Linked DNA regions of Mus musculus: regions 2, 3, 4, 5 and 6 are each linked to region 1. The links are chromatin contacts, called in public HiChIP or PLAC-seq and promoter capture Hi-C maps. All regions are on one chromosome and are shown on one strand. The core of a region is the stretch at or near the end of the contact, and the rest is flanking DNA. Distances in the headings are between cores, read along the strand shown. Region 1 holds the start of Mrps2 (mitochondrial ribosomal protein S2). Region 2 holds the start of Rxra (retinoid X receptor alpha). Region 3 overlaps Col5a1 (collagen, type V, alpha 1). Region 4 holds the start of Med27 (mediator complex subunit 27). Region 5 overlaps Rxra (retinoid X receptor alpha). Region 6 overlaps Rxra (retinoid X receptor alpha).

Region 1 (3,179 bases), core at 580-3,079:
CTCCGCGGACTGTTGAGGTTTTTCTTCAGACATTTGGCCTCCCGCAGGAAACTAGCCCAGATCAAGTCTGTGCCTGCTGCGGCAAGGCGTCCTGTTGCTAGGCAATGAAGTCACCTGATCAGGAGGTGGGGCGGTCTTTTGTAGGTTGCTTTGGCTAGCAGCTAGCTGTAGGCAAGTCTAGAATCTTCCCGAGGGCGAATAACAAAGGAGACCGTAAGTTCTAAACAAGGAATTCCAAGCTTCCACACGCTGCTCCTCAGGGAGATCCGCTGACCTTTTTCTGGGACTGTGGGAACATCCTTGTATCGTCCCAAAATGCACTAGGAGGCAGATCCTGGACGAATGAAACCTTAGAACCTGGGATTTCACCAGCCAATAGGCAGGAATTAGGTGCTTCCAATCTCTGCCTGAGCAAGTACAAGTCTGTCGTTTACTGTCCTGGCCATGGCCTCTATCACCCAATACCCCCACAACTCAGCCTAAATCTAGATGTGAGGTGCTGCTAAATTTAGGGAATCCTAGGCCATATATTGGTGAAATATAAAAAATGATCTTGTGAACCATGCACATAGTTCAGCATTAATGACGTGCTAGCGCAATGCCAGGAGGCAGATCTCTGAGTTCGAGGCCAGCCTGATTTAAAAAGAGAGTACTAGACCAGTCAGGAGTATATAGTGAAACCCTGTCTTAACAACAATAATAAAAATAAATAGTAATTTTAAAACAAACAATAAAAAATTACTTAGGGCACAGTGTGGTGGTGTGCACCAATAATTCCAACACCCAGGGGACAGAGGCAGTCAGATCTCTATGAATGTCTGGCCAGTCAGGGAGATTGTTGTTGTTGTTGTTGCTGTCATCGTCGTCGTCATCATTGTCAATGTCATCGTTGTTGTCGTCATAGTTTAATGTAATTTGGGGATGGAGAGATGGCTCAGCAATTTAGGGCATTCATTGCTCTTGTAGGGAACCTGGATTCAACTCCCAGAGCCTACAAGGTGACTCATAAACACTTTTAACTCTAGTTCCTGGAGGTCAGACACCTGCTCTCCACAGGGACAAGGCACTCACAAGGTACACATACATACATGTAGGCAAAAAATAAGTAAAACTAAAACAAATGTTAAAAAATAAAAAAAATGCATGCTGGAGCGACGACTCAGCAGTTAAGAGCACTGACTGCTCTTCCACAGGTCCTGAGTTCAATTTCCAGCAACCACATGGTGGCTCACGACCATCTGTAATGGGATCTGATGCCCTCTTCTGGTGTGTCTGAAGATAGTCACAGTGTATTCATATACATAAAATAAATAGTTTTTTTTAATGCACTTATAAAACAAACAATAAACGGGGCGGTGGTAGGGCATGCCTTCAATCTCAGCTCTCCAGAGGCAGAGGCGGGTTGCTCTCTGAGTTCAAGCCAACCTGGTCTACATAGCGAATACCATGACAGTCAAGGCTCAAGGCTACGGAGAAACCGGGTCTCAGGAAAAACAAAACAAAACAAAACAAAAACAAAAACAAAAACAACAACAAAAAAAAACAGCAACCCTAAAAACAACCTCTAAAAACCAATTTGAACAAGAGGGTCGCCTCCTCCAGAGGATGCTGTAATTTTATCGAGAGGAACGAGCTGTGGGTGAGAGGTCGCTCATTCTAGCTCAGCCCCACGTCCCAGCTGAGTGCAGACCACTGGTCACAGTGCCAACTCGCCCATTTACAAGGATGCGGGCGCAGCGAGCGGTGCACAGCGGAGAGGGTCCTCCGGGCCAGCAAGCGGCGCTGCGACCCCGCGCGCTCAGAGGAGGAGGCGCTCTGCCGGGCAGGAAGAGTCTCTGCAGGATCTCTGTCCACGCGCCCGCCATGGCGCCCGCTCCGGCCGTGCTGACCCGGCTGCTGTGTGCAGGTGAGCGCGGTGAATCTCGGAGATGGGGGGAACCCGGGGATCCGAGAGGGGAGGACAGGGACGAGGGTTGGACGCGCCCCCACCGGCTCTTTCCCCGCAGGTGTGCGGCGCTGGCCAGGTTTCCTGCAGAAGGCGATCCCGGGCCCTGCGGAGCAGAATGGTAGGAAGGTCACGGGAGCCCCGGTCCCCGCAGTCAGCGAGCCCCAGGATGGCGACGGTAAAGATCAGCGGGTGGAGCTGGGCCGGGGCGCGGAATCGTGGAGAGGTTGTCATTGCAGGGTCCCCAAAGGAACCCAGTACCAATCTAAGTGTGGTGGGAGGGAGATAGAACCCCTGTGGCCTGGTAGCTCTCGAAACCCGTGAAGACTTACTTTTGTATCTGTCCATCTTGCTGGTCTTCTGGAGGGGCGTTTAAGGCACCCGAAGTCAACGAGGCCCCTGGTTCGTTTTCCTCTTACATCTGTGGAGATTAAGGGAAGAGGACTTGGCCAGGTTTTCCCCGCACACAGTCACTTTAGACCTTGACACTAGTCCCTCGGTGTTGCAAAAATGCCCCTGTGTCTTCCAGATCTTTCCTGGCGTTTCCTCACAGCTTTGAGTTTCCCACTCCCAGGAGACTGGTGAGTCTTTGGTTGGTTGGTGATGGGCCACAGTGTCTGCCCTTACTCTCTTTTTCAGATTTCCAGAGCAGGATCCTAGATACGCCATTACAGCATTCGGATTTCTTCAATGTCAAGGAGCTGTTTTCTGTGAAGAGCCTCTTCGAGGCCCGAGTACACCTGGGACATAAAGCTGGTTGCCGCCATAGGTAGTTGGCACAGGCCGTGTGGGCAGAGTGGTGGAGTTGGGTCAGGGTTGGAAGTGGGGGCAGGGTGGGGGTGTCTGCGGCAACACCAAGTGCAGTGCTAGTATTGATGCTGGTTCACAGACAGGGTGAAAACTGAGGGTCATGGCAGGCGGGGGAGCCCGGTGGAGAGGACCTGCTGTATAGAACAGAAGTGGCCCTAGAGAGTTAAACTGGGCAGAGCACCTTGGTTGGGTTCATGTTTATCTGCAGTTGGTTCTCAAATCTCCACAGGGAGAAGGTGGGACAGGTTGAGCCACAAACCTGATTGTCTGTGCGCAAGTCCACACCTGTGTCCCCAGCCCATCACTCCCTAGGCAGGAGTAGTGGGAGTTGGTAAATGTAAGAGCCTGGGTGGCTGGTAGGTAGGTGGCTGTGGAAGGGGCAGGGCAGCTCCACGCACACGGGTCCGTTTACCCTGGGGGTTTT
Region 2 (2,835 bases), core at 130-2,629, 790 kb before region 1:
TTGCTTTTTTTGTTGTTTTTGTTTTTTGTTTTTTTTCTGAGACAGGGTTTCTCTGTATAGCCCTGGCTGTCCTGGAACTCACTTTGTAGACCAGCTGACCTCAAACTCAGAAATCCGCCTGCCTCTGCCTCCCGAGTGCTGATATTAAAGGCGTGTGCCACCAAGTTCGGCCAACTATTGCTTTTTACAGAGAAAAAGTGCAGTCCTGGAGGACGGTGGTAGTGGGCCCACGCAGAGCTTTCTTTTTTGTCTTGAGGGGAGGTGTTCTCTTTGGGCAGCACCTACTCTGTGCAGCCTGTGGACTTTGGTAAACCCCTCTGCCAGGGCCTCCACGCTGGATTTTGGTCTGGCAGGCACCAGCTGGGAGTGGAGGGAGGCGGGACTGCCGGTTGCCTGGCTTGGCGCAGGGGGAACTCTGCGCTTAGGGAGGCTGGCTTGGCTCCGCTCAGGTAGCTCACACCCAAATCCGAATTCCAGCTGCCCAAGTCGGCGGGCGGGTTGCGGAGGAGGCCCAGGCTCTCCCTGGGTAGGAGTGCTTCCTTTCGTTTTTAAACAAACAAATCATGAATTTAAGTCAGGGCAGAGAGCTAACCAAGGTATAAAAATAGCCTGGGGCCACGGGTGATGTCCGAAGCCGGCAGTAGCGCCCTTCAAGCCCCGCGCCTCTGAGGAGGGTGAGAGCCGTCGTGTTAACGTGGGTACCCCGAGCAGCACCCCAGCCCCCCTCTGCCTGTCTGGCCTGCGGTCAGACACCAGGGTCCTTTTTGGGCCTCTCGCGTGTTAGGTGAAGGGGACTGGGACGTCCAAAGGGCAGCATCTCCCTGCCCAGCTGCTTGCCTCTGGCTCACGGCCCTTCACCGGCCTCAGTTTCCCCATGTGTCCACCGGGATGCGCAGGGCCTCGGCTCTTCTGCAGGGAGCCTTGCAGGACCAGGGTCCTCGCGCGGCCACGGCCGGCCTCTTTGTGTGTCCGCGCAGACAATGGCCCGGCCGCGGGGCTCTCCTCCCGGCCCGGCTCTCCTCCTCCTCCTCCACCACCACCGCGGGCCGCCGGGTTTTTGGGCAGCCGGGAAGGGAAGGCTGCTTTACCCCACCGCCCCGCCCTCCTCCCACGCCGCCGCCCCACGGCTCCTGGGAACCCTTGGCAGATGCAAACTTGCAAGTTTGCAGGGCGCTCACAACTCGGGGCCGGGCTGCGAGCGCGGGGTGGCCGTGGTGGTGGCGGCGGCGGCGGCAGCGGCGGGCGGGGCGCGCACCGGTTGCGGGCGGGGCGAGTGGCGGCGACGGCGCTGCGCCGAGTCCGCGCCCGTCGCGGGCCCCCCGCCGCTCCCCCCCCACCCCCCCGCCCCGCTGCAGGCCGGGCCGGAGCGGGTCGCGGGCGCGCGGCGGAGGCGCGGGCGGCGGGTGCGCGCGCGGGGCGCGCGCAGGCACAAGTAGTTTACATTGTTGGGCGACTTTTGCAACAACTCGCCGCGCCGCGGCCTCCGCGCGCCGCCGCCGCCGCTGCCGCCGCCGGCTCCCCGCCGCCCGGGCCCCGGGCGGGCCGCGCCGGGGGCCGCCGCGCTGCCGCCCTGCTGCTCCGCCGCCGGCTGGGCATGAGTTAGTCGCAGACATGGACACCAAACATTTCCTGCCGCTCGGTGAGTGCTGGCCGCGGCGGCGCGGGCGAGGGAGGGGGCCGGGGCTGGCGGGGCGGGGGCGCGTGCGCAGCGCGCGCTGGGGGTCCGGCCGGGCCCATTGGCCCCGAGCCGTGGCGGTACCGAGAGTTAGCGCGCCGGGCCCGGGGAGGCGAGTGGGCACAGGGCAACTTTTCCCGGGCCCAGGCGCGCGGCGGGAGAGGGCGAGGACGCCGGGCCTCTGACTTGCCGAGGAGCGGGAGTGGGCGGCGGGCTGGCGCGAGCGCAGGTTCGCTCGGGACGTGGAGAGGGACCCTCACGCTGCGCCTCGCGCTTCCGCGGACCCCCGGGGCGCCCAGCTCTAGCTATCCGGGAACCGAGCCACGCCGGAGGAGCAACTTCTGAGCTCGCTGGAGGGCTCCGGGCCTCCCTGGCATTGGGATGGGGACGACGCGCTGGGCTCCGGGAGGCCACTGCTCTTCCCGGCTCGTCGGGCTGTGGCTTGGAGAAGGCCGCTGGCCCCTGGCTGTCTCTTTGCCCAGGATAGAGTCTGCGATCTTGCCGTTCCCCGACAGCAGACCAAACCTAGGTGGGCACGGTCACTCTGGGTCTCTGATTAAACCCAGGACTGGGGCCCCACACTCTGGCACCCCTAGTTTTCAGTATTTAGGGGAGACAACCCATCGGCAGAAGGATCATTTTCTTGTCCTGCAACCCTCCCGCCAGCAGCACCCAGCCCCAAACAGCCTGCCAACTCCCGGAGTAGAACCAAGCAGGGTCAGAGCCCCCCACTCATTACTCTCCCTGGGGTTTGGGAGCCAGAGGGAAGCAGGGTAGGGAGACTTATAAATGAGCTCCGGGAAAGATATTAATTTGGTGGTGAGGACAGCAGCCAGGCTGTCAGGCTGGTGAAGAATTTGTGCTGATTGGAAATCAGGACAGCAGATTATGGACGAAGCTCCACGATGATCATTGCCTCTTTGCCTCCCACCCCCTATGAGGTTTGGGATGCATTTTGGCTACCCTGAGGGGTGATCAGAACCCAGCATGGTTGCCAGGACTTTTGGTGATTTGGGGAGGTGGTACCTCCTTAACCTCCAGCCTTCTCACAAACAGGTCTGCTGCAAAGTGACTGGGGTTGTGTTACAAGTGTGTCACAGCTTCAGACTCTCCATCCTTATGAGTAGTGATAGAGACAGTGGGAGCACACCTGAGCTTGG
Region 3 (2,903 bases), core at 398-2,897, 550 kb before region 1:
AGAGTTGGCCTATGCATGCACTAGATTCCCTTGAGATAGTTGCCCTCTGACTTCATCTTCTGTGTATGTAGCCCACAGAACAGCTTTTTCCTAGACGAAGCCACAGGATGGTGCGACACTGGTCCAGCTTGGCCATGTGTCAGGGGCTTCACATCCTGTGGGTAGCACTTTGAAATTTATTCTCTGCTGGACATCCAAGAGCCTCCTATTTGATGTAACTCAAACTGAACATACATAAACAGGAAAACAAGCAGTCTGGGGCGGGCATGTGTGGACTCAAAGGCCTCTAGATGTAAGGAAAGGGGGCTTTGTCAGGGGGGCATGTTTTGTGTTTGGGGATGTTCTAGCTTCATTTCTGTCTCTGGACAAAAATACCCCAACGAAAAGAAACTTAGAGACGAAAGCAGTTTGTTTCAGCTTAGAATTCCAGGTTACAGCTCATTGTTGTGGGGAAGTCAAGGCAGGGACTTCAAACATCTGGTTACATCACATCCAGAGTCAAGAGCAGAGGGAAATGAATGGAACACACACTCACCTGCTTGCTTGTGTTCAGCTTGATCGCCTCACTGTTATTCTTCACAACCCCATGCCTAGGGAATGGTGCCACCTGTAGTGGGCTGTGTCTTCCCATATTAGCTAGTTAAAGACCTACCCCTCATAGACATGCCCACGGGCCAACTCAGTATAAACAGTTCCTCACTGAATCGCTCTTACAAGGTCAAGTTGGCACAGCTAACCAATGCAGGGGCAACTGTTGAGCTCTTGAGGAAGCGCCTGCACTTCAGGGGTCAGAGGGTCAAGCTTCTGCTGTCCTCTGAGTGGCTCCCAGAGGATGGGGTGTCAGAAGCTTTCCTAAAGGGACGTCCTGCAAGCATTCTCCTGACCTGGGTATTCAGGCCTAAATCTTTTGATACCAGACAGAAATCGGATATTTGCTCTAAGCTGTTGTGGGAACATGGGGGACGAAATGACATCAAAGACAGTGCAGAGACTAGAGGTTGCTTGGCAGTTTCTTAAGCTGTCAATCACTCCAATGTTGGAAACAGCCCCGTAGAGATTGCTGGAGCTATTGAGGCTTCCTGGCTGCGTCTAGGTGACAGACCTATCTCCAGTGTTGCTGAGAAGAAGTGGAGATTGTGTGACTCAGGCAAGTGAGGATGTGGAGTAAGAAGTCCCTGCAGTTTGTAAAACAAGGAAGTTTGGGGGCTTTCAGAGGGTGTAGGTGAGGCCAGGCTCTAACCTGGGCAACTAGTTGGAGATAGAGCCACTTCTAAGACGTGTCCCTCCTGAGCAAGCCCTCAGTCTCTTCTGAACACCAGATGTTTGCTGGTTTCAGTTGTCTAAGATTCACCTTCTCTTTGGGGGTGCCCCTCAGTTGTGTCCATCTTGGGGCTGACATAGCTTCTCTGTCTTTGCAGCTCAGCCAGCAGATCTTCTGGAGATGCTAGATTTTCACAATTTGCCCTCAGGGGTAACGAAAACCACAGGTTTCTGTGCTACTCGAAGATCTTCCAGCGAGCCGGATGTTGCCTACCGAGTCTCTAAAGATGCACAGCTCAGCATGCCCACCAAGCAGCTGTACCCTGGTAAGAGGTGCCTCATTCCTGTTCTGGGTGGCAGAGTGCTGGGGACTTCAGGCTTCTGGCCAGGGCCAAAGAGGAAGCCGGAGTGGGTGGTTGTGCCAGAGCCGTGGGTGTGCTTTGTGTGAGTCTTCCTCATTATAGTGAAACCAACACCCACTCACCACTTGTGTGTGCGCAAGGCCTTGTCTGTGCTAAATGGGATACAAGTAGGCATGTTTACATTAATGACAGACCACCATGAGAAAGGACAGAAAGGAGGTGAGATGAAGTGAGATCTTAGGTCATGGAGAAGAAAGGCTTATACTGGGGAACATAATCCTAACTGGGGCCAGTGACATTAAGAGACACAAGTCCAGAACCCTGGCTGGCAGCGAGCTTGAGAGATTCTTAATGAGCGTCTGCTGCCAGGTGCCAGACATCTACTTTTAATTATGTATCCAGAGGGAGCCACCATGTTGGACAGAGGCGTGCATCTAAGTGATTCACCCACAAGGGGAGTTAGCTCCTCTCTACCACATCTACTGGTACTAAGTGCCCTGGGTTTATTCAGTGTGGGCAGGTGATAGATTCTTCTTCCCCTGCCTCAGGAGGGCCTGCCAGCTTAGCCTGAGGTGCCCTGACTCTGTTGACCTGAGTAAGAGGTAGGTCAGCCAGACACTCCTCTTTTGCGATTAGAAGTCTGCATTCAATCTTTTATGGTCTGGATATGACCGCAGCATTGAACCAGAATTGGGCAGTTTTAGCAACCTGTGCTGTCCCTCATGTCCCCACTGTGTCCCTGGATGATGCTTTTGCCTCCCCCCCCCCCCCCCGGTGTTGGCACTTCTGGTCTTCTGTCAGGGTTTGTCCTCCACTCAGCATTGCTCTGGAGTCATTGTGACTTTACAGCTGAGGAAGAAGCTGGGTGCTTTGGTCCAAGGTATCATTTTGGATGGATGGATCTCGTGCGCAATGCACCTTCCTTGCAGCCACAGGGGAAGCAGCCTGGGGTCTCCAAGGAGCACACCTTTAGTGCAGAATCACCCTGGCTCACAGATGCCCCTCTAATTCTTCTGTAAAGATAAATGTCCCACCACGACCCTTTCTAAACGGGAACCTCACCCTTCCTTGTGAGGGGCTGCAGGGATGGATTCTATGCCTTATTTTTGGAGAAAACATTTTTGCAGAGGGGGGGGGGAGGTCATCTTGAGAACACTCAGTCTCATCTGTTTTCAGAGAGTTGTAATTTTTCTGTCTTGTGGCCCAAGAGTTAGAATTCCCAAATTGGAGCCATGGAGACCTGGGCCCAGGCTGGAAGGGTCTGCTAGTCAGGAACAGAGG
Region 4 (3,043 bases), core at 115-2,614, 880 kb after region 1:
AAAGAACAAGAACTTGGCAGGGCAGTGGTGGCACACGCCTTTAATCCCAGCACTTGGGAGGCAGAGGCAGGTGGATTTCTGAGTTCAAGGCCAGCCTGGTCTACAGAGTGAGTTCCAGGGCAGTCAGGGCTACACAGAGGAACCCTGTCTCGAAAAACCAAACAAAAACAAACCAAACAAAAAGAACAAGAACTTATTCTTTTTTTTTTCTTTTAAGATTTATTTTTATTTTATGTATGTGAGTACACTGTAGCTGACTTCAGATGCACCAGAAGAGGGCATCTGATCCCACTGCAGATGGTTGTGAGCCACCATGTGGTTGCTGGGAATTGAACTTAGGACCTCTGAAAGAGCAGTCAGTGCTCTTAATCGTTGAGCCATCTCTCTAGTCCCAGGAACTTATTCTTAATTACAAATAAAAACCCTAACTTGCAAGGACTTAACATGAGGCAAATAGAACTTATTCTTTAATTACAAACAGAAACTTTAGCCTGCACAGGACAGAGGAACTTATTCTTAACTGTCTTAACTGCAAACAGATCCCCTAAGCTGCAAGGTCTATTTTCCCTGTTTTGATCTTCCATTAACTTGAAAGGTATATTGTCCATTTTGATGTCACAGTATATATCAATTTGTATCATATATAATCACATTTTGCTTATTTGCTTATACGTTGGTAGATATCTGGCTCCTTTCACACTTGACTATAGTGAATGAGGTTGCGGTGGATATGGAAGTACAAACATCTCATTTAGACACTGCTTTCAATTCTTTTGGACACATACCATAATTTCTATTATTATTATTATTGTTAATTTACTTTTTGGACACAGGTCCTCATGTAGCCCAAATGTTTTCTATTTCCTTTTAAGTTTCATAAAGAAAAACGTTTTGAAACTATATAGAATACCTTGCTGTTTCGAAAAAACATCAATTGATTCATACCTTAACCAATTATTTAGGCTGCCAAGTGGCAGTTTTCTTGTATCACTCTGCCTTCATTTATGTGTTGGCATTTTACTACAGGTAAGAGAGTTCTTCCCCTTTATTTATGAATATGGACTCATTCATGTACTCTGGGGACATTTTATTGTTTTGAGAAATTCCTATGTGACTGTTCAAATTTTGGAGATACACAGTGGGCTTCTGCATTTCTTTGTCATTCACTATTAAGCAAAAGGAGAGGACAAAATGACTTCCCTAGATGGAGATCATAACTTGTGGTCAACTCTCTCATTCAGTCAGACTGGCGCTGTTTTTCCAAGTTCGCTAGAGCTTCCTGGATGGGAGCCACGTCGCAAACTACACATCCCAATACCCTCCTAGGACAACGTCATCACGAAGCGCCGCGCGCCGCTCAGGCTGTGGACTCTGGAAAGCCGGCTGTGACAGCTGCAACATGGCGGACGTGCTGAGCGTTGGTGTGAACCTGGAGGCCTTTTCGCAGGCTATTAGCGCCATCCAGGCGCTACGCTCTAGCGTGAGTAGGGTCTTCGACTGCCTTAAGGATGGCATGCGCAACAAAGAGACGCTGGAGGGCCGCGAGAAGGCCTTCATCGCGAACTTCCAGGACAACTTGCATTCCGTCAACCGGGACCTCAAGTAGGTACTGGCTGAAAGGATCGGGGTTGAGGACCCTTCTGGCACCTGTCCCGCCCGGATCCCGCGCCAGTCTGCCCAGTCACGGGCCTCTCTCCTTTATTCACAGTCCGCTGTCACTTTCGCTCATCTCCCGGTCCTAGTCAGCCTCTCAGGGACTCCTTGTCTCCCGTCCCGTTACCTAGTATTCATTCTGTTGGCCATTTCGTCCTGGTTGTCATCTGTGGTCCTCGGTTCCCGCTGTAGTGGTCCTATCTGATGAGGAAACCTCTTCTCAGGAACTTCCACCTCGTCGATCTTATCAGACCTTTTCCTTGGGCTCCATCACATCGGGCCAGTCTCCCCATCAACACTGTCCCAGGCCCAATTACGTACCTCTCGATCCGATGAGCTCCAGTTCCCATCCTCAGAGCCTAGAATTCATCAGTTCCACCTCACCTCATTCTCAGACTACCTCCGTTACCTTTGCCTCTTTCCATTTCCCCTCCGAAGCCACCTGCTCCTCACTGCCAGTCACCATCATTCCTTTTGTTTAGCTCTTTTCTCGAGAGATACAGTCTTACATCTATTAGGATGTTTAAGAGGAAGAATTTATTTAGGTTCAGTTTCAGAGGACTCAGTTCACTACAACGGGAAAGGAATGTTTGAGCAGGTTAACCCCTAATAATTGGGGATTACATATTTCCCTCACGGGACTCCTTTTACATCATTAGTGTATTAAGAGTTTGCTGAGAAGACATTACTCAGATGCCATGCATAGAAGGCACTTTGGATTTTGAGACAGGGATTCTCAGGGTAACAGTCTTGGTTGTCCTGGAATTCAATTTGTAGACCAGGATGGCCTCAAACTCACAAGAGATCCTCCTGCCTCTGCCTCTCTGGATTAATCTGCTGGGATTAAAGGTGTGTGCCACCACACACAGTTTAGTAGGCATGTCTTCTGTGCCTGAACTTGTGTTTTCTTCCTGTCTTAGAAATTAGAATGGAAGGACTTGAGGTCTCCCCCCCCCCCCCAGACAGGGTTTCTCTGTATAGCCCTGGCTGTCCTGGAACTCACTCTGTAGACCAGGCTGGCCTCAAACTCAGAAATCTGCCTGCCTCTGCCTCCGGAGTGCTGGGATTAAAGGCGTGCACCACCACGCCCGGCTTGGATTTGAGCTTTTTACTTCTGAAATTGAGCATTTGGTGATCTGGTCAGGTTGGGTTTCCTCTCTTCCACCTCATGTTCCTCTATAGTGCCTGGTTCCAGCTCCGTGCCTTCTGTGTGTCAGGCAGGCAAACCCCCAGGACTCCCTCCACCCATCAACTAGTCAAGTAGGATGGAGGAGGAAGTAGTGAAGTGTTGTGTGCCTTTCCTCCCCGTATTCCACTCCCTCCTTAAACTACACACATACCTGTTCTGTCAGCTTGACAATGGCATGCCCTACCCCCACTCCATTGACTC
Region 5 (3,075 bases), core at 330-2,829, 750 kb before region 1:
CTGGCGTTAGGATTCTTCTTTGCAGTGGGTTTTTAGTCCCGTTGAGACTGGGAGGGAAGCTGCCGAAGTTCAAGATGTAACTTCATTCTTGTTTTCTTTCTTGTATGAATGGGTCCAGTTATAGGTCCTTGCAGCGCGGTTGGCAGTGGGCTGCCAGAACCAATGCCATGATGACTGCTCTCTGAATACATGATTCTGGGTTATGGTTGCTGCAGTGTGTTTGCTGGAGTTCCCTGGAGGTGACAGGTCACACCCTTGGGCAGGATATTCCTGTGTCCACTGATGAAGTCCTCTACAGTGGGTGCCACCAGATCTAGAACTAGGATCAGGATCTCAGCTGCTGAAACTGAACAGCAAGTCTTTGTGACCTGGGCAACACACTGTTGGATTTTAGAGAGTGAGGGGACTTCAGAACTCCATCCACGTCTGACTCTCCACCTTTGCCCTCTATGTTGCCCTTGGTTGGACTGTCCTGCCCTCCCAGATGGAGCAAGGCAGAGGCTATCAGTAAAGTATCAGGGTGTTTCACAGATGTGTTGAACTTTGTCAGATTCTCCAGTGAAGAGCCTTCCTGTACGGGAGAAGGGTCTGGTGCTGATTTGAGTTGAGTTGGAGGTGGCACTGGCCACCCAGGCTGGCGGAAGCCCTGGCGTGCAGCTTGGCATTGGTGCAGGCTAGGCCTATGTAAGCTGCTACCCTCGGGAGAGGTGGCTGCACGGGCCAGGGCGGGGCTGAGGGCGGGGAGCAGGCTTTCAATGACTTTGATGGGATTAGAAGCAAACCCAGCAGGAATCCTGGTTCAGGGCCAGGCCGGGGAGGAGAGCTGGTGAGGCCCTTTCAGGAGCGCCTGGCCATCCAACGGAGTACTGAGGACTTGTCATCTCAGGGATAGTGGTGCATGCTTTCCAATGAACCCAGCATCTGGAAGCCCAGACAGCTGTGGTGTGTTATGTGCAGGGCCCTACTCCTGGATTCTCCACTTACACTTCCTGTGTTCAGAAGTGGAACAGGGAGAAGTGGCCTAGGCCTGTGGCCCCGTGGGTTTTAGGGACATGAATGTTTGCCACCTTAGTAAGAGCTAAACTCCAGTGTGCCCAGAAAACAGGCCTTGGCCCCCATTTCCAAATTCCTGTGGGTCACAAGAACCACGGCAATAGCCCTTACCATTAAGTTGGTCTTCAGATGGTAGGTCACCAAGCTCAGTGGACCTGGCCACAGAGAGGGGGCGTTGGCTCTATGCAACATTTGATAAGTAGGAGTCCACAAGCCACAGGCTCCAAGATGCCATCTTACACCCTGCCTCCAGAGTCCTCCCAGCCTGGCTGTGGCCTTTTGCTTAGAGGGATCCTGGCTGTGATTTTGTTGTTTCCTCAAGTCAGATTATCCTGCTCTCTGCCCACGTCCTGGCCAGAGAGAGGCCCTGCTTTATGTCCAGGTGAGGACAGAGTCTCTCATTTGTCCTCATGTGTCTTTTCTGCATCTGTCCACTGGCTAGCAGATGCAACTCAGCCAGGTCACCTGCCTGCTGGCTTAGTTCTGTGACTTCCATCCAGATCCCTCAGCCCAGCCTGAGGGCCCTTCCACCTTGGCCACACCTCTGCACAGCAGGACTGATGTCATGTTGTCCCCTGTTGGGCCTGCTTGTCTTTGCTTGGTTGTGTCCCATCTCACTTCTTCCCTTTGATTTCTCCTTCAGATTGCACCCTATGCTCCTTCATAGGATTGGATGAGAGTAGCCCCCACACCTCAGGAGTCTGTTCCATGTCCTGGATATTCCCAGGGTTGCAGAATCCTGAGCCCACCTTAATTGTACCTATAACTCTGGGCAAAAGTCTAGTCATCTTAGCATGATGTTGGAAGATAAATGGGACTGTGAGCAGTGACCAGTGTGAGAGGAAGCAGGCTGCTCAGTGGGTTCTCAGGCCAGGGCTGAGGTACTTTGAGGTACTGTGAGAGGGTGTGCTTCACTCTGCCATCTGTGGGGTCTATGACTGGGCCCTGGGATGGGAGCAGCCCCCACCGGTCTGAGCCAGTGTCTGGTTCTGGGTTACAGATGCTACTTGTACAGCTAGGGTTCACTGTGTCCCTAGCCTCCCTTATTCCTGGGAGACATACAGGACATCTTGGTTTCTCAGTCTCAGTGGAAGGACACCAGGCCCTGGCTGGTCAAAAGTGGAACTCTTGCTGGGCCTTCCCTCCCTGTGGCCTATGCTAGACTGCACGCCAGCCTTGCCCTACTGTGGGAAGCAATATGAGCTTCCTCAGTCTCAAAACTTGCTGGACTCTCACAGCGGGAGGGCCGGCATCTCCCTTGATCTAGGTTGGAGGTTCCCTAGGCCTACAGGCATGCAGAGCAGACTCCATCACCTCAGGGCCATGTCCTCTGGGCACTGGAAGGTCTGTGGTTCTCATAGGCTGTTCAGCTTCAGAGTCAGGACTACGGCTCTCTTGGTCTGTCCATGGGCATGTAGTGTCGTGCTGTGCGTAGTTGTCTGTTGTGTTTTCCCCCTTGCCCCCAGCCTACCTGAAAATGACCTTCAGGAATCCTTTTCTGAAGCCTCTGTCTGTCTGTGTGACTGGATGGCCGGGTGGAGTTCAGGGCATCCTGGTTCCCATCTCCTGTCTTGCCTCTCAGTGGACCAAGCTTGGCTTTGGCACTGCTGCTGCCTACCGGCAGCAAGCCCGGGCAGGTGAGTGTTCCATGGATACCTGTGGTGTGGGCCAGAGGCGGTGTGCTGGCCCTGTGAGTCACTTGGATCCTGAAGTGGGGGTGGCAGGGTTGGCTGCAGCTGAGAGGCTCAGGCTGACAGGCCAAGGCTTGCCTGTAGCTACTTGATGGAGCCAGGTAGGAGCCTGCTTGAGATGTGGTTGGACAGGGCTGTGTGGTCACAGGAAGTAAGGAGTCTCCTTTGGGGCAGTGTTCATGAGACCAGACCTTAGTGGCTACTGATAAATGGGCCCAGTTTGCCAAATGGTCTTCAATCTCGAGGCTAGCTGGGTCTTCCAAGAGGATCAGGAAGGACTTCTTGGAGAAGGTACCCTTGATGGGAAAACCCAGAGAGATTGACCATGTGG
Region 6 (3,047 bases), core at 358-2,857, 730 kb before region 1:
CATGCAGCCACCTCCCCTGGCATGGCCATGCTCTTTTTTATCATAGCTTCTCTGTACCCTTGCTAGCTCTGGAAGCCATGAGTAGTGAGGGTAAATGAAGAGCTGATCTCCATAGTTCCCTGGCTTCAGTGTTGACCCCTCTTGGCTCTCGGCTCCATGAGGTTCCTTGCTATGTCAGGCCACAGCCACCCGGTGCCCAAGCCATTGATGTGGCTCATGTGTTTTGGGGGCTCTACTAAGACAGGGCCCAGTGGGATGCTCCCCACTACTTCCCAGACCCCACTGTCTGTCTGTCCATGCTGGCTTCCCTGGGTAATTTACAACTGGGAAGCATTTCTGACTGCCCAGATGTAGAGAGCAAGGCATCAAGGCCTCTGATTGTCCTGATTTACGGGGAGGATCTCGCACTGTGGGAACTGCAGTGACTTTGTAAGCGTGTGTTTCATGATGGCTATAGCCAGGCAGATGGGGAACGGGGCTGTGGGGAGCGTGCAGTGCATGAGAGCAGGTCTGCTCTGGATAGCTCATCTGAGTGGGCTTGGGAGGACAGGGTGAGGTAGGAGTGGAAGACAGGGTGCCTGAGAGATAGGTGGGGACCCAGGTGCAGTAGTGATGGGGTGGAACTGAAATAAATGCTAAGGATATGAAAGGGGAAATGGGATGGCCCCCACCCAGGGAGTCTTCGGGCTCCAGCGAGGGCTGCCCAGTCCTGGGTCTCCTGAAAGATGGGTCAGAAGTACCCAGGACGATGGGGCTGTGGTTCGTGGGGGATGCTGAGGAAGGAAAGAATAGAAACTGTCCTGGTCCGTCAGCTCAAATCTGGGAAGGGCAAAGAAATCGTCTTCCAAGTCACGGGTTCCCACGTTGCCTACTGTGGAGCTCTCGGGGCCAGGGTGGGGGTGGGGGCCGGCTCGGTGCTACAGATCAACCTCTGCTCTGCCCTGACATCAGGTTTCACGGGCCCCAAGCTGTTTATTCTGCCCAGAGCCAAGACCTCCAGAAACCTGCAGGGTTAGGCTTCCCATACAGTGAGTGGAGTGGAGGGATGTACAGTCTTGCCAGCAAAAGCCGGCTGTCTCCCTGCCGCCCGTCTCCCTGCCGCCCCAGGATTCCTACATAGGGCCTTCAGCCAGTGAACACCACAGGGACTGCTGCTCTCTTCTGCAGTGAGATGGCCTGCCTGCCGCTAAGACCTTCCACGTCCTGACAACCCCCTCTGACACACTCAGAGTTGGTTCTCTGTGTGGATCTCCAGGCTCCCCAGCAGCCCCCCTAAAGCTAACCGGGATGAGGTATCCTTGCTGAACCTCACAGTCTGTGTCACAGTGCCGGCCAGCTAGGGCTGCAGAATCTGCTCTTTTCCTGCCCCGTGAGAAAGGGGTGGGGGATGGGGCAGGAGGCCCTGAGGAAGGCGGGGAGGTTCCCCTTGCAGGGGGGCAGCAGGGGCTATACAAGGCCAGTGCGGACTGTACAGCTGGCTTTCTGCCGTTGTCAGGGGTTTTCAGAAGTGGGGGGACTACCCAGCCGGGCTCTGACGCCCTGGCAGATAGGCAGGCTGAGGGAAGCGCCTCTGGGCCCTGTGCTTACTGCAGAGCTAGGCTGGAGGCTGCGGAACCAAAACTGCTGTGTCATTGCGACGCTGCAGCTGTTGCCTGGGTGACAGGGTGAGTTTCCCACGCTTGCCCCTGGCGGCCAGCGGGCAGGGAGAGGCGAGGGGTGTGCTGAGGCCAAGATAGCCACATGGGCCCTATGGCTTGATGTCTGGGGTGTCCACTTGCTTTCCTCTCCTGTTCTGCCCCCAGATACCACTGTCATGCAGGGTGGTGGGGATATGTGTGACTCTGGAGGAGTCCAGCCTGATTGCAGCCCTGAACCTGGGCCTCTTGTCCTCACCCGGGTGGTGGGGGAGTGCCGAGTGCCCGGGCTCTCATGTGTCCAGGGCCCATGGCACATTGTTAAATGGCAGCTGTAGCTCCTTGGTGGGTGGTGGGGAGTAAGTGAGCCTCTTGTATGGTGCCGAGAGTGCTGGGATCACTGAGATGTAAGGACTTTGGTACCCTGCAGTGGCCTGGCTCTCATGAGGGGGTACTCTGAGGATGGTCCTGTTAGCTTGTAGCTGTTCTGGCCTGAGTGAGGCTCTGTAGAGGGGAGTTTTTCCTTGTAGGAGACCCCGCTCTCATTAGTGCCCATCCCCAGCCTGCCAGGGCTAACCTACCCCACTCCTCCTCTTGCAGCTCAATTCACCCATGAACCCTGTGAGCAGCACTGAGGATATCAAGCCGCCACTAGGCCTCAATGGCGTCCTCAAGGTTCCTGCCCATCCCTCAGGAAATATGGCCTCCTTCACCAAGCACATCTGTGCTATCTGTGGGGACCGCTCCTCAGGTAGGAATGCCTGGTGGGCAGGGGCACAATACCTGGGCACAGCTCACTGAGTCTCCCTAGCTTTTTCCATTGGGTTGGGTACAGAGAAGCAAGAGCCCAGGGTAGCCCCTTGTGCCTGATAGAATAAGGGGTGGGTTGGGAGCTCCAGGGGTCTCATTTTGTCCTCAAGTGAGGTGGACATTAGGATGGGAAGGGTGGTCTAGAGGTATGCCAAGAGAAGATGTAGGCATGGATGGCTGAGGTGCAGTGTCTGCTGGCCTCCACTCTGGGCCAAGCCTGAGCCGAGAATAGTGCCCATCCTCTTCCAGGGCACAATAGCTCAGGCACAGAGAGCACAAGACCACCATTGTTGGGGATGCTGTGCTCAGGGCTGCTGACCCATAGCGCCAATCTGTAGTAGCGGTGGACCTGTTCTCTGATGAACAGGGAGGATCAGAGTCCAGCCTGAGCCCAGACAAGGACTCTAAAACCTGGATACAGAGCCCTGGTCTGCAGCATGACACGTGGGTGAGAGAGGGCCTTGTCATTAAGTTCACCCATCCTCTACCCCCACCCTGCAGGCAAACACTATGGGGTATACAGTTGTGAGGGCTGCAAGGGCTTCTTCAAGAGGACAGTACGCAAAGACCTGACCTACACCTGCCGAGACAACAAGGACTGCC

Evidence for each region. Promoter capture Hi-C pulls out the DNA fragments that hold promoters and counts their contacts. HiChIP or PLAC-seq counts read pairs in DNA pulled down with a chosen protein or histone mark.
Region 2: a promoter capture Hi-C map of hippocampal neurons shows a contact between it and region 1, with 4 times the contacts expected there. The contact joins the promoter of Rxra here to the promoter of Mrps2 in region 1. A contact is called at or near these places in 11 of 39 promoter capture datasets (the C10 cell line, the HPC-7 cell line, cranial neural crest and 7 more), 1 of 484 Hi-C or Micro-C datasets (cortical neurons) and 4 of 115 datasets of contacts at active chromatin or transcription factors (bone marrow-derived macrophages, embryonic stem cells, epiblast stem cells and 1 more).
Region 3: a contact with region 1 is called in a promoter capture Hi-C map of hematopoietic stem and progenitor cells, with 4 times the contacts expected there. The contact joins the enhancer-like site here to the promoter of Mrps2 in region 1. A contact is called at or near these places in 15 of 39 promoter capture datasets (3T3-L1-derived adipocytes, the C10 cell line, the HPC-7 cell line and 11 more), 1 of 15 datasets of contacts at CTCF or cohesin (stem cell-derived epiblast-like cells), 11 of 115 datasets of contacts at active chromatin or transcription factors (astrocytes, bone marrow-derived macrophages, embryonic forebrain and 7 more) and 1 of 9 other capture datasets (embryonic stem cells).
Region 4: a promoter capture Hi-C map of liver shows a contact between it and region 1. The contact joins the promoter of Med27 here to the promoter of Mrps2 in region 1. A contact is called at or near these places in 5 of 39 promoter capture datasets (the HPC-7 cell line, hematopoietic stem and progenitor cells, liver and 1 more).
Region 5: a contact with region 1 is called in a promoter capture Hi-C map of trophoblast stem cells, with 5 times the contacts expected there. The contact joins the enhancer-like site here to the promoter of Mrps2 in region 1. A contact is called at or near these places in 4 of 39 promoter capture datasets (the 3T3-L1 cell line, embryonic stem cells, hippocampal neurons and 1 more) and 1 of 115 datasets of contacts at active chromatin or transcription factors (bone marrow-derived macrophages).
Region 6: an H3K27ac HiChIP or PLAC-seq map of epiblast stem cells shows a contact between it and region 1, with 4 times the contacts expected there. The contact joins the enhancer-like site here to the promoter of Mrps2 in region 1. A contact is called at or near these places in 5 of 39 promoter capture datasets (the C10 cell line, the HPC-7 cell line, HPC-7-derived erythroid cells and 2 more) and 13 of 115 datasets of contacts at active chromatin or transcription factors (the 230-238 cell line, T-cell acute lymphoblastic leukemia, astrocytes and 7 more).

Annotation. Positions count from the first base shown.
Region 1 is chr2:28,466,237-28,469,415 of GRCm38.p6, forward strand. Mrps2 (mitochondrial ribosomal protein S2) reads left to right here and starts at 1,830. Exons shown (of 4, transcript NM_080452.3): 1 at 1,830-1,906; 2 at 2,007-2,123; 3 at 2,585-2,714. The coding sequence starts at 1,864. It overlaps 1700007K13Rik (RIKEN cDNA 1700007K13 gene), which reads right to left and starts at 88. Exons shown (of 3, transcript NM_027040.1): 1 at 1-88. The coding sequence starts at 33.
Region 2 is chr2:27,675,822-27,678,656 of GRCm38.p6, forward strand. It overlaps Rxra (retinoid X receptor alpha), which reads left to right and starts at 1,380. Exons shown (of 10, transcript NM_011305.3): 1 at 1,380-1,639. The coding sequence starts at 1,612.
Region 3 is chr2:27,920,599-27,923,501 of GRCm38.p6, forward strand. Col5a1 (collagen, type V, alpha 1) reads left to right here. Exons shown (of 66, transcript NM_015734.2): 2 at 1,419-1,586. Among named protein-coding and RNA genes, the nearest start is that of Col5a1, 36 kb to the left of the region's middle. Within about 2 kb of position 1,648, at least 12 of the 459 cell types and tissues checked have an H3K27ac peak or open chromatin away from gene starts, as enhancers often do. A contact at or near this core is called in hematopoietic stem and progenitor cells, where this site is marked.
Region 4 is chr2:29,345,446-29,348,488 of GRCm38.p6, forward strand. It overlaps Med27 (mediator complex subunit 27), which reads left to right and starts at 1,365. Exons shown (of 8, transcript NM_026896.5): 1 at 1,365-1,602. The coding sequence starts at 1,400.
Region 5 is chr2:27,719,047-27,722,121 of GRCm38.p6, forward strand. The region is part of intron 1 of Rxra (retinoid X receptor alpha); the gene reads left to right. Among named protein-coding and RNA genes, the nearest start is that of Rxra, 43 kb to the left of the region's middle. Within about 2 kb of position 1,580, at least 28 of the 459 cell types and tissues checked have an H3K27ac peak or open chromatin away from gene starts, as enhancers often do. A contact at or near this core is called in trophoblast stem cells, where this site is marked.
Region 6 is chr2:27,738,819-27,741,865 of GRCm38.p6, forward strand. It overlaps Rxra (retinoid X receptor alpha), which reads left to right. Exons shown (of 10, transcript NM_011305.3): 3 at 2,235-2,385; 4 at 2,946-3,047. Among named protein-coding and RNA genes, the nearest start is that of Rxra, 63 kb to the left of the region's middle. Within about 2 kb of position 1,608, at least 214 of the 459 cell types and tissues checked have an H3K27ac peak or open chromatin away from gene starts, as enhancers often do. A contact at or near this core is called in the HPC-7 cell line, astrocytes, bone marrow-derived macrophages and 5 more, where this site is marked.